Regions from separate parts of the Mus musculus genome. Here regions 1, 2 and 4 are each linked to region 3. A link is a contact called in public Hi-C and promoter capture Hi-C data. All regions are on one chromosome and are shown on one strand. The core of a region is the stretch at or near the end of the contact, and the rest is flanking DNA. Distances in the headings are between cores, read along the strand shown. Region 1 holds the start of Calcr (calcitonin receptor). Region 2 holds the start of Gng11 (guanine nucleotide binding protein (G protein), gamma 11). Region 3 holds the start of Asb4 (ankyrin repeat and SOCS box-containing 4). Region 4 overlaps Calcr (calcitonin receptor).

The links. Promoter capture Hi-C pulls out the DNA fragments that hold promoters and counts their contacts. Hi-C and Micro-C count contacts between places; a contact is called where the count stands out from the background.
Region 1: a promoter capture Hi-C map of liver shows a contact between it and region 3, with 2.9 times the contacts expected there. The contact joins the promoter of Calcr here to the promoter of Asb4 in region 3. A contact is called at or near these places in 15 of 39 promoter capture datasets (the 3T3-L1 cell line, 3T3-L1-derived adipocytes, the HPC-7 cell line and 9 more), 1 of 484 Hi-C or Micro-C datasets (cranial neural crest) and 1 of 115 datasets of contacts at active chromatin or transcription factors (embryonic stem cells).
Region 2: a promoter capture Hi-C map of liver shows a contact between it and region 3, with 6 times the contacts expected there. The contact joins the promoter of Gng11 here to the promoter of Asb4 in region 3. A contact is called at or near these places in 12 of 39 promoter capture datasets (the 3T3-L1 cell line, the C10 cell line, cranial neural crest and 7 more), 3 of 115 datasets of contacts at active chromatin or transcription factors (astrocytes, embryonic limb bud and embryonic stem cells) and 1 of 9 other capture datasets (adipose tissue).
Region 4: a Hi-C map of myocytes shows a contact between it and region 3, with 2.9 times the contacts expected there. The contact joins the enhancer-like site here to the promoter of Asb4 in region 3. A contact is called at or near these places in 9 of 39 promoter capture datasets (the 3T3-L1 cell line, 3T3-L1-derived adipocytes, the HPC-7 cell line and 5 more), 1 of 484 Hi-C or Micro-C datasets (myocytes), 2 of 115 datasets of contacts at active chromatin or transcription factors (astrocytes and embryonic limb bud) and 1 of 9 other capture datasets (embryonic stem cells).

The regions. Positions count from the first base shown.
Region 1 is chr6:3,762,319-3,765,018 of GRCm38.p6, forward strand. Calcr (calcitonin receptor) reads right to left here and starts at 1,305. Exons shown (of 16, transcript NM_001377018.1): 1 at 1,273-1,305; 2 at 904-1,090. Gm33576 (a long non-coding RNA gene) reads left to right here and starts at 1,481. Exons shown (of 4, transcript XR_377297.1): 1 at 1,481-1,738.
Region 2 is chr6:4,002,675-4,005,374 of GRCm38.p6, forward strand. Gng11 (guanine nucleotide binding protein (G protein), gamma 11) reads left to right here and starts at 1,313. Exons shown (of 2, transcript NM_025331.2): 1 at 1,313-1,737. The coding sequence starts at 1,642.
Region 3 is chr6:5,389,059-5,391,758 of GRCm38.p6, forward strand. Asb4 (ankyrin repeat and SOCS box-containing 4) reads left to right here and starts at 1,352. Exons shown (of 5, transcript NM_001355662.1): 1 at 1,352-1,737. The coding sequence starts at 1,551.
Region 4 is chr6:3,740,178-3,742,877 of GRCm38.p6, forward strand. The region is part of intron 3 of Calcr (calcitonin receptor); the gene reads right to left. Among named protein-coding and RNA genes, the nearest start is that of Mir489, 20 kb to the left of the region's middle. Within about 2 kb of position 1,289, at least 5 of the 459 cell types and tissues checked have an H3K27ac peak or open chromatin away from gene starts, as enhancers often do. A contact at or near this core is called in myocytes, where this site is marked.

The DNA of each region.
Region 1 (2,700 bases), core at 55-2,554, 1.6 Mb before region 3:
AATTTACTTTATCCACCCTGTCTTAGAAAGAGCAGTAAAACAAAGGAGGCTTATTAGGAAACTATGTAAACAACAGATTTTTCTTAATAGGTGTGAAGAATGGTTGCTATGCATAAATGATTGTTGGAAATTCTGTGTAGAACATGACCAAACAAGCAACAGCATTCACCACTGTATTCCAAGACCCAGCACAACGCTGCCTAGATGCCCACATTCTTTAATTGATACCTATTAAACATCTATTAGGAAAAGCCACGACCTTAAGCCTAGAAATTGCTATACTCAGCAGTACAGGAGGCTAAAACTTTTGAGAGAAAATTCATATGAGTAATATCATAAAACACCCACAGAACCAGAGAGCTCCACAACACAAAGGTATAAACTATCACATCTTCCAATGACACTTTTTTTTCTTAAGCCATGGTAAAATGAAGCAACCGAGACTAAGCCGACCCTACAAGAACACCTCTAAACATCACAGTCAAACTACAATTTTGCAATAAAAAAAATCCACAAAGTATCAGCCAGTCAAACTACAATTTTGCAATAAAAAATTCACAAAGTATCAACCAGTCAAATTACAATTTTGCAATTAAAAAAACCCACAATGTATCAACCAGTCAAACTACAATTTTGCAATAAAAAAAATCCACAAAGTATCAGCCAGTCAAACTACAATTTTGCAATAAAAAATTCACAAAGTATCAACCAGTCAAGTCACAATTTTGCAATTAAAAAAATCCACAATGTATCAACCAGTCAAACTACAATTTTGCAATATAAAAAAAAATCCACAAAGTATCATTCTCACTATCATCTTTCCTGGGACACTCCACATCTTTAATTCCAATCATTCCCTCCAAAAAAGAAAAAAGAAAGGGGGAAAAAACCCCTTCTTCTTACCAGGAATTCTCTTGCTGGATGTCTGGGCACAGCTCAGGTGTTCTCAGGAACGCAGACTTCACTGGGCATCTGCAGGCAGGGGATGCCAACGGCAGGGTGAGGCGCAGAAGTAAGCACCTCTCCAACCAAGAGTTGTCTGCAAGCCAGCCAGGTGCAGTCCGCCCAGAGTCTTGGGCGGCTGGCTCTCCTAGTTTAAAGTGAGAGCAAACTGAATTAGTCCTAAGCACTCCTTCTTGTCCACCTTCCAATTTCCAGACCTTTAAGCCTCCTTTATGGGGTAGGTTTAAAGCCCAAGACTGCAAAGCAAAATAGGCTCCAGGCAAGGTCCTTTTCCCGGTTGCTCTGCTCCCCAAAGCGCGGGAGCCTCACCTTAGCAGTGCCTGCCGCTGCTCGCTCCGAGATGAAGCTGTGCGCAAACTTCTCCGACTTAAGTCCTTTTCGGTGCGCGCGTCACCCGCTCCCTCCTCCCTACGCGCTGCGGCCAAGGGGGGTGGTGGGGGGAGCGGACGATCTCAGAGCCGGCCCCGCCCGGACCCTCCCTGCGCGTCAGCCCCTTCAGCCCTCGGAGGGAGGGGCTAGCAGCCGCTCCGTGCTCCTCCGGACCCCAAGCCCCAGCGGGAGAGGGTCTGCACTCGCTGCCGCTGCTCCACACCCCAAGAGTCCCCACACCCCAGCGCTCGGAGCTCCAGGAAGCGGGAGAGGGTCCCCAGTTAGACCTTGAGTAGGGAGGGAGTTGGGTGGTCGACAGATTGGGCTCAGTGATCGTAACCCGTCCCTGGAGGCAGCTTTCTGAGAGTCCAACCCCTTCCCTGGAGGATGAAAATTCCGTAGGGAGGTGAGTTTCCCAAAGAACCCTACCCCAAAGAGAGTGGTCCCTGGCTCCAAACGTGGTCACTCAGGTGACCGCACCAGGGACCCGATGGAGAGTGGAATCTGTAGTGGGGCGCGGCAGTAAAATTAGGGTGGGAGCGTGAGAAAACAGCTGACCAAGACCTGGAGTGCTGAGTAAGGACCCCGGAGGCAGAGGGTAAGAAAAACCAGAGGGTCCAGCAAGCCCTGGACCCCTTTGGATTTGGGCAGGTGCAACCTAAGGTGCAGGTTGGATTTGGGGGGACATTGCCCTCCACAAAAGAGGTTGTTGCTGGTTTATTATCTTAGGGTGAATGACCGAAGTGAGCACAGCTAGAAAAGAGTAGTCTGAGGTACCTACCTGACTTGGTGTTGAGGACAATTCCCCTTCTCCACTGAAAGCCAGCAGGAGCCCGGGACAATCTGATTCCAGGCGGGCGCAGTCTGGGCTGGCAGGCGCACCCTGGGAGGAAAGCAAGTTGCTTCCAAGGACGGGCTATCCTCCACCTCCTATCCGGAGCTGGGTGCAGCCAGGCATCAGCGGGCACTTCTTTTCCTGACTGTTCAAGCAAAAGCCAGGAAAAGCAGTTACCTGTGTATCCCGGGAATGCAAAGTGGCTGTAGCCCTCGAGGTGACTAACACACCAGAAAAAAAAAGTAGTAATAATAGAATGGGGAAGCGTCAGAGAGCAAGACAAAATACTTTCCTAGGCACTCAGAGGTTGAGTTTGGGTAGTTCTGGGTGACAGATTCAGGTGTCTTGTGAAAGGGGCTGCAGTTCTCCTTGTTCATCCATCCTTGGATCCCTTGCCCCTGAAGTCAGTGACTTCAGGCAAAGGTGTATGTGCTTCTGTCCTAATTTGAACCCCTACTCGACTCTTCCATGCAGAGAGACTATAGGGGCCCCTAATCTGTTTAGTTTGGGGCTTTTATTGCCCCAGTGGAAGA
Region 2 (2,700 bases), core at 63-2,562, 1.4 Mb before region 3:
TTGTTAAAAAACAAAAACAAAACCAAAAACGATTGAGCATATTTAGGTCTTAGAGACACCACACACCCCAGCAGCTCACTCTCTTCCTTCACTTCATAATTTTAAAATGGGAAAACAAAACATAAGTGAATTTTAGCTATGATGGCTCAGGAAGAGTTGGAAGGACTACCAAACAGCACTCATTAAATAGCCCATTGTTCTTTTCATCTTAATATATTCAGTGAGGACAGTCAGCAGAGCCTGGTGAGAAACTGCACAAACAAAGCTTGTGCTTACTAAACAATGATGGGTATCTAAGGTCAGGTACCCTGAAATATTCAGTTAATGGCTCCACTCTTCATCCACATTTAACTATGAGTTGGGAGGTTGTCTCTGGGAAGAACAGGGAGTCGAGTACTGCAAGGGCAGGTTTCCTACGTAAACGTTATATTTTACTTGTCCTTGAGCAGTATGACCAACGGAGCCAGTAAAGGTTGGCATTGCCTGCTTAAGTATGTCCCGGTAGACTCTCCTGGCTATCCAAGGCTGCTCTCTGTGAACCATGTTCTCATAATGTAGGGATTCTTCTGCTTCTAAGTGATTTTGCTGCTTACATCCAGGAAAGGAAGTCTGCCAGGAATTCAAAACGTTAAAAAGCAAGAAAACTGCCCCTTCGTGTAGAGGAGTATTCCCAAAACTTGCGGGGATGGAAGAAACTCTGGAGGGGATTTTGAGCCTCTGTTAGGCTTCTCTGGGTGTCCTCTATTCTCCCAGAGTTACGTCTTCCTTCCCCAAAAGTGAAAGCTCTATTATTGAGAAGCCAGATGGTCATTTAATGACAGGAAACACCCCGCATCTCAAACCACTTCTGTCCTCCAAACATATTTTTGTGAAAGGCCTTTTGAGCTTTTAGGAAACCACGTGGAATGTGTCAACACAATTCTGCTGTATACTTCTGAGACCTAGCTAGGTTCCATATTGCTCTTCTTTTCCTCCCCAATATCCACTTTCCCCACTACGTGTATGGAAAAGTTATATGCTGTGTATTTTTAAAACTTGGAGAGGTGAAGGATCTAAGGATCCTTAGTTATTTCCTGCTGAGTAGTGTTCCTTTCCTGGCTTTAAACAAAACCCGGATGTTAAGTTGGACACACACACACACACACACACACACACACACACAGAGAGAGAGAGAGAGAGAGAGAGAGAGAGAGAGAGAGAGAGAGAGAGAGAGAGAGAGAGAGAGAGAGAACAAAAGTAAAACTTCTGTCTCCAGCCCAGCAGCTCCCCCGGGCGTGGCAAGAGTCCTGTGGCAGTCCAGCCCAGAGCTGCGACCTGGTCCTGTTCCTGCAGGGTCTGCAGCCTGCCCAGAGCAGCCAGGAGGATGTCCCATATTTAGGCAGACTGCCTGGCTACAGGGCTGCTGCGGCCTGGAGAAGCCGCCCTGAAGTTGGTTGGAGTCTGGGAAAGGCCATCGGGAGCAGGCTTGGGCAGGAAGCCGAGCCCCCGGGGAGCTGGGAGCTGCGGTTCCCGAGCCAGTCACGTCCTGCGCGCGGGGGGCGGTAGCCTGGGCCCGCGGGTATTTGGGGAAGCGTCCCAGTTCTAGGCGCTTCCAGTGGCTCCCTTGCACAAGTGACTTCTGGGCCCAGTTCTGGGGCAAAGATGCCTGCCCTTCACATCGAGGATCTGCCGGAAAAGGAAAAACTGAAGATGGAGGTTGAGCAACTTCGCAAAGAAGTCAAGTTGCAGAGACAACAGGTAAGGTGGCTGGCTATTTCAGAATTCACTCTCAGAAATGCGCCAAGGTCAGGATTACTGGATTAAACGATGAGGGGTAGGGGTGGGTGTCTTTTTCTGGGAGCTTCTCTTTAAGGGGGCTCCACCTTCTAGATGATGTGGGGGAATCGCAAAAGGTGAGAAGAGCCAGGAACTAATAAGGAATCTAAAGCCAAATGTTATCAAGACAGAGTCCCAAACAGGGGAGACAACCAATCCCTTAAAGGGCAGCTGGCTTCCATTCTGGAAAGGACGGTGTATGATAGAATGTTTCTAAAACCACATTGAAAATCTCCCAACAATTTTAGCTTTAATTTTGCAAAGATCCTGACTCCATTGGGACTTGAGAGCACTGCCTGAGTTTCTGTTATTTGCAAATTGTATGCAATTTCCATTTTGTCTTGGAAGTGTGTTAAATGATTAATAGACTTTACTGTATTGACTTATAGACACATAATTACATTTATACTGTATGGGATATGGCTGCAAAGTAAAATAAATAAATAAATAAATAAATAAATAAATAAATAAATAAATGCAGGGTGTGGTGGTGCATGCCTGTAATTTTCAATCACTTAGGAGGTGGAGGCAGGAGGGTTAGGAGTTCCAGGCCACCCTGGCCAGTCAATGAAAAAATACCCAGGAGTGTTCACTGAAACTCCATGGAAAACTTGGAATTTTTACTTCAATTCTTTGTTGATAGTAAGCGCCTTGATTACATTAATCTTCTTTTCCCACTCTGTCAAGCAACCAGTCGTTTAGAAAAAAAAAAAACTTTTGGATAGCTTGTTCAATTTGAAGAAAAGTAATTTTTTCCCCAGAGCAAGAAAAATTTGGACTGATATTATTATGACTTGTACTTTTTTACAGCCCAGTCATTTCCCTCTCCCAGTTGGTCCGCCCTCCCACAGAGTTCCACATCCCATCCTATCCCCCTATCTCTCC
Region 3 (2,700 bases), core at 102-2,601:
CTGTTGGGTCTGGGTGTTGAATGTGAAAATTGTTATGATTTGGTAAGTTCTGTGCTCAGGACTGGCCAGTTTTGTATATTTACGTTCCACATCAGTACATCAAGTGAAAGGGTATGCTGATTCGCAGTTGCGTTTATAGACATATTTGTTATTGAAAAATTTAAAAAATTCACACTGCAAGTACTGCAGGGATTTTTTTATATCATTTTTCTGAACCTATCCATGATATGTAAATTGCAGCTAATTTGTATACTAGTTAGCACTTGATAATTTTCTGACATTAAAGACACTAATAAGTAAAATTAAGTCTTCAGTTTTGTCTCTAACTTTTTCTGTTGAAAAACTAACAGGGAGAAATTTTAATAATAAAAACTAGCAGGTAACTGCATATTGCCCATGACAGTAACCAGCTGCTTAACTTTGGGCCACATTTGTTCCCTGTGTTCTCTCTGTCTCTGTGCCTCTTGTCCCTTGCTCTCTGTCCTATTTACATGTCTGAACTGTTTTAAAACAAAAGTGTTAAAGACCTTGGATGGAGTTAGCTCAGTAATAAAACACAAGCTGTGTGAGTCCCTGGGTTTGATCCCTAGCAAACACACACACACACACACACACACACACACACACACACACACACACACAAGCACTATGTAAACAGACAGAGGATGTGTGAGACAGTGTGCTAATTGATTAGGCATTGCTTTAATTGAGGACAAACAGGATTCTTTTACAGAACCCAAATACCTGACTCACATTTTCAAATCAATAAGCTCATAGTAGAAAGTAAGATCCAGCTTGTATTTGTTTTTGTAATTTGTTCAAACATGGCTTTTTTTTTTAACTGACTTGAGAAATAAAATGCAGGGTTCAATAAAGTCCACTCACTTGTTGCATTGATTTTCTTGTTTCTTCAGGTTCTTTTTTTCCCCTAAAATGACCCCCCCCCATCATCTCACTACCCCGCCCTGCTTTTCTCATAATATTGAAAAATTTTTAAGTGTAGGTTACTGACAAACCTTCTGTTTGTTTTTAGATGTGCATAATTAGGCTCGATTTTACAGGCTCATTTCACAAAATCATTAAAGGTTTTCAGTAGCACGTGTATCAACAACAGAAACAAATTCTCATTTGGGGCTATTAGTTAGTCAGACTAAGATACTGCGGCTCCAGCCAGGCGCCAGATGTTTTTTGTTGAGGAGAAAACATAAAGAGAATTAAGAGCTTTGTAAATCTTACACTTTCACTTTGGTCTTGTAAGAAATAATTGTGACATTTCATGCTCGGAAATGTGTCACAGAAGCCTTCCTGCTTATCGACTCCACGTAGAGCGGAAGGGACCCGCTTACGTATCTCCAGTTTAAAGGACCTGAGAACTCAGGGAGAGTCTGGGAGGATATTTTGAAGTTTGAAATGATCCCTATATAAATAGAACGGGTCAGCATAACTTTGGGATAAAATTAGCCGGCAGTTTGTGGACTCTCCAGCCTTGCCTGTGTGCTGGGTGCTGCTCTCCTGATAAATCATTGCTCCGCTTCCACAGGGCTCCGAGGATGGACGGCATCACTGCCCCTATCAGCAAAGCTGGAGCTGCCAAATTAGTTAAGAAAGATTTCCTGGAGGCTCTAAAAACAAATGACTTCGGAAAACTGAAGGCTATTTTAATCGAGAGGCAAATAGATGTGGACACAGTGTTTGAAGTTGAAGATGAGAACATGATTTTGGCATCTTACAAACAAGGTAAAAGAATTGGAGAGGTGTAATTGTGAAATTGATACAAAATGGATTTTTAGGTCAGTAGGTCAGCTTTTGTCTTTAAAGCAGTCGTTCTTATTGTTTAAGTGTTTGTTTAGACAGTATTTCTTATTTTTAAAAATCTTCCCTTCCCTTTTAAAAATCAGAGCGCATTTGGGGGTGATTTTCATAGATCCATACAGATTTTTGTCTATGTATTTCTATTTATTGCTCTTTGCCATTCTTGCGCCTGGAATTTGGGACCCTGGGAGGTTGTATTTGTCATGCACGGTGTGTGGGGGACTTCCCTTGTGACTGTGTTGGTACAGAATAAAGAAAAGCCTCTAGGCTCTGCTTAAAGACGCTGAGATCTCTGTGTGACAGTGTGGTTCTCGGTCAGGCTGCTGATTCTTTCCTAACAACCACTTACAGATATATCACCTCCGTGTCCCTGTGAATGAGAAAGGGGACCTTCTTTTCCATTTAGAGAGTTAATGAATGGCGAAAGATGCGCCAGGGGCACTTCGATGGTCTGCATCGGTTTAATGGGTTTCAGTGCAGGAACAAAAGCTGAACTCTAAACACCACAAAGTTAACTTTTATTTTTCTTTTCTGCTTGGCTGCAATAGTAGAGAAAAAAATTGAAAAATTAAAATTCAGAATCTCTGCTTTGTCCAAAAAAAAAAAAATAGGAAATCAAAAATTATAACAAAATTCTTTAAGTCTCCCCCTCCCCTGGAACTCCTCTTTAATAAATCAGAACAAGATTAACACACTCATTCTGATTTCTCAAATCAACTAGATAATGGGAAAACTTCAATAGTTAGACCGTTTGGCGAGCATACTGCAAAGAAAGACTCTATTTACCTTCACTGCTGCCTAGAGAAAATATGTGGGAAAGTCTTGGGAGTCGGGTGAAGGGAGACCTATTTATGTTCAAATATAAATCTGTTTTTTATTCATACAAAA
Region 4 (2,700 bases), core at 39-2,538, 1.6 Mb before region 3:
ATTGGATTTATAAGCTCCAGAATCACAAAATCAAATTATAGCTTTGTGAATGAAATACCAAACTAAGCACTGAATAATTTTTTTTTTAGATCAAAGAGCATGAGAATTGAAATCAAGGGCTTAAAGCTGGAGGGGGCAAGTCATCCCTACATTTGTCATTTTATTTGTATTTTTTCTGGTTAAAGATGTATTTATACTTATAACAGCTAATAATAACATTTAGAGGATTTCTTCCTTTAATATTTTGGGAAAATTAAAATTAAAGAACACATAGGATATGTTACAAATACAGACAACTAGGAAAGCAAATGGAAAACAGAGAATTTACAAAACTTAAGACCAAAATGTTAACTATAATAGTAGACACGTTTGGAATATATTCTCCTCTTAACACAGAGTAACCTTTTCATTTTATTAAAACTTAATATACTGCTATATTGATATGAAAATAAACAAAAATGGTACAGAAGTGAGTGAAGTAAGAAAAATTATCTGACATCAAACAAAAACAAAGAAAAGTTTAAAACTTTGAAATTAAATGATATCTACACTTTGAGGTAAGGTTAGTTGTTACAATTAAAAAGCAATAGAGTTAAATATAGTAAGTAATCTCGACAAATACGCAATTAAGGTATATTTATTACATTAATTTATGTGTCCCATTCACTGTGAGGGTAGTTGGAAAACTGTATGCAGATTTTTCCTCCATTCGTTCTGTGTGTGTGTGTGTGTGTGTGTGTGTGTGTGCGCGCGCGCTCCCATGCACACATATATTCTTATTAATTTTGGCCATTTTTGGAAAACATTTATGGATATTTTATGTAGTGGTGTGGGCAAAAGTTTGTCCTATTCATATAATTGAGATTTTGTTTATGCATTTGTTGATGGATATGTCTGTGATCTAACAGAAGAGTTTATATGTTTGTAGTCAACCATGCCAGTCTGGTGTATGAATCCCCCATTCTTTTCTATCTCTTGGGATGGTCTAAGCCCTCAGGAACCTTCCTCCAACTCTGCTAGATGAGTTCTTTATTTGGAAGCTGGAGCGGGATTTGAGCCTGCGCTGTGGTGGAGCCTAATGACCATTTCCTTAGAGTCAGACTTGGCTGGGGGAGCTTTGACAAATCTTCCCACAGCCGTCCTCCAACTGCTAAGCAGCAAAGATATTTATGTCACAGCGCGTCTCCACACCTGCGGTCAAGGATTTCATGCTGCTCAGGGCTCATTTCATGCGGAGCAGGAGGAAGGGCGCTGAAGCAGCTTTCCCAGGCTGAATATGAGCTCATCTTTCCTGCGAGCTGTCCCACACTTCCCTCAGACCACAAGAGGGGCGGAAAACAGGCAGCAGAGTACAACCAACCGCCTGCACTTTTCCCCTTGTGATGCTGCATCGGGCACAGAAGGATATACTACTATAGTATAACTGGTAGAAAGAAAAGAAAGCACACACAAACACACACTCAGGAGATTATTGGTGTACTCTGTAACCCCGAGACCCCATGCACAGGGCATTTCTGTTGATAGTTTTATCAGGACCGAAAGAACCTATTTGGTTCTTTATTAAAACATCTAGCCGGGCGTAGTGGCGCAAGCCTTTAATCCCAGCACTAGGGAGGCAGAGGCAGGTGGATTTCTGAGTTTGAGACCAGCCTGGTCTACAAAGTGAGTTCCAGGACAGCCAGGGCTAAACAGAGAAACCCTGCCCCCCCCACCCAAAAGAAACATGTATGTGTTTAATAAAACGTGTATATGTCCCCTCTCTTTTGGGAGCATTTTCAGACTCCTGCTGGCTGGAGAGGAGTGTTTTTGTTAAATTAAGATTTAGGAGGGAAAGATGACTTAAATGGTGTGCATTGAAAGAATTTAAACAGACAATGTAAAAACAGATGCAAAAGATACAACAAAGTAAATTTGCTAAGTGGCTGAACTAAACAGAAATTAAATCCAGCATGTCCTACTGCTGGGGTGTATTTATTGAGAAATCCAGGTCAAAGAGCATCAGCTTGCTGAACTTGTGTGGTGCTTGCCAGTGAAATGACGGGTGCCCCATTGTTGGGACAGCTGATGTTTAGGCTGGCAAGAATCCTGAGAACATGTTTTAAAAAAGACCCTCTGCTGGCAAAAGGCATAGAGATGACTTCATGGGACTTCTGAGTCTAGAATTTCTTTGCTTTTATTACCGATTATTTTTGCTGGATTTTTTATTTTTTGACGCAGTGTTTTTAACTTTAAAACTTAAAAAAAAATCTAAACAAAAATAACTGTCTACTTCCTGAAGTCACACTGGAGTGGGCTGCTGTTCTAACAGTGGCCTCATCTCACCCCTCATTCGATGTCTGACAAGGGTGTTGCTGGAGTTAAAACAGCAAGCACCGTCCTCACCGCACTCTGTGTTTGGGCCACAACTTTGGGTCTGGAAGGAGACCCAAAGTGAGTGTCTCCTCACCAACTAAGCATGTAAAATGGCAACACCCACTACCAAACATTTAACAGTTTAACTGGTTTAATTCCGATGCTGTAAATGCATATATAGAGAGTGAGTGTAAGCACTGAAACAAATATTCGTTTTTAGAAATGTTTGGCCATAATACCTTTGGAAATGTCATTATATTTTCAGGGGAGCATTAGCTCACACACTTTAACAAAGACTCTCCTTACAGTAGTATGTTCATGATAGATAAACACCCTCTGGTCTTATTG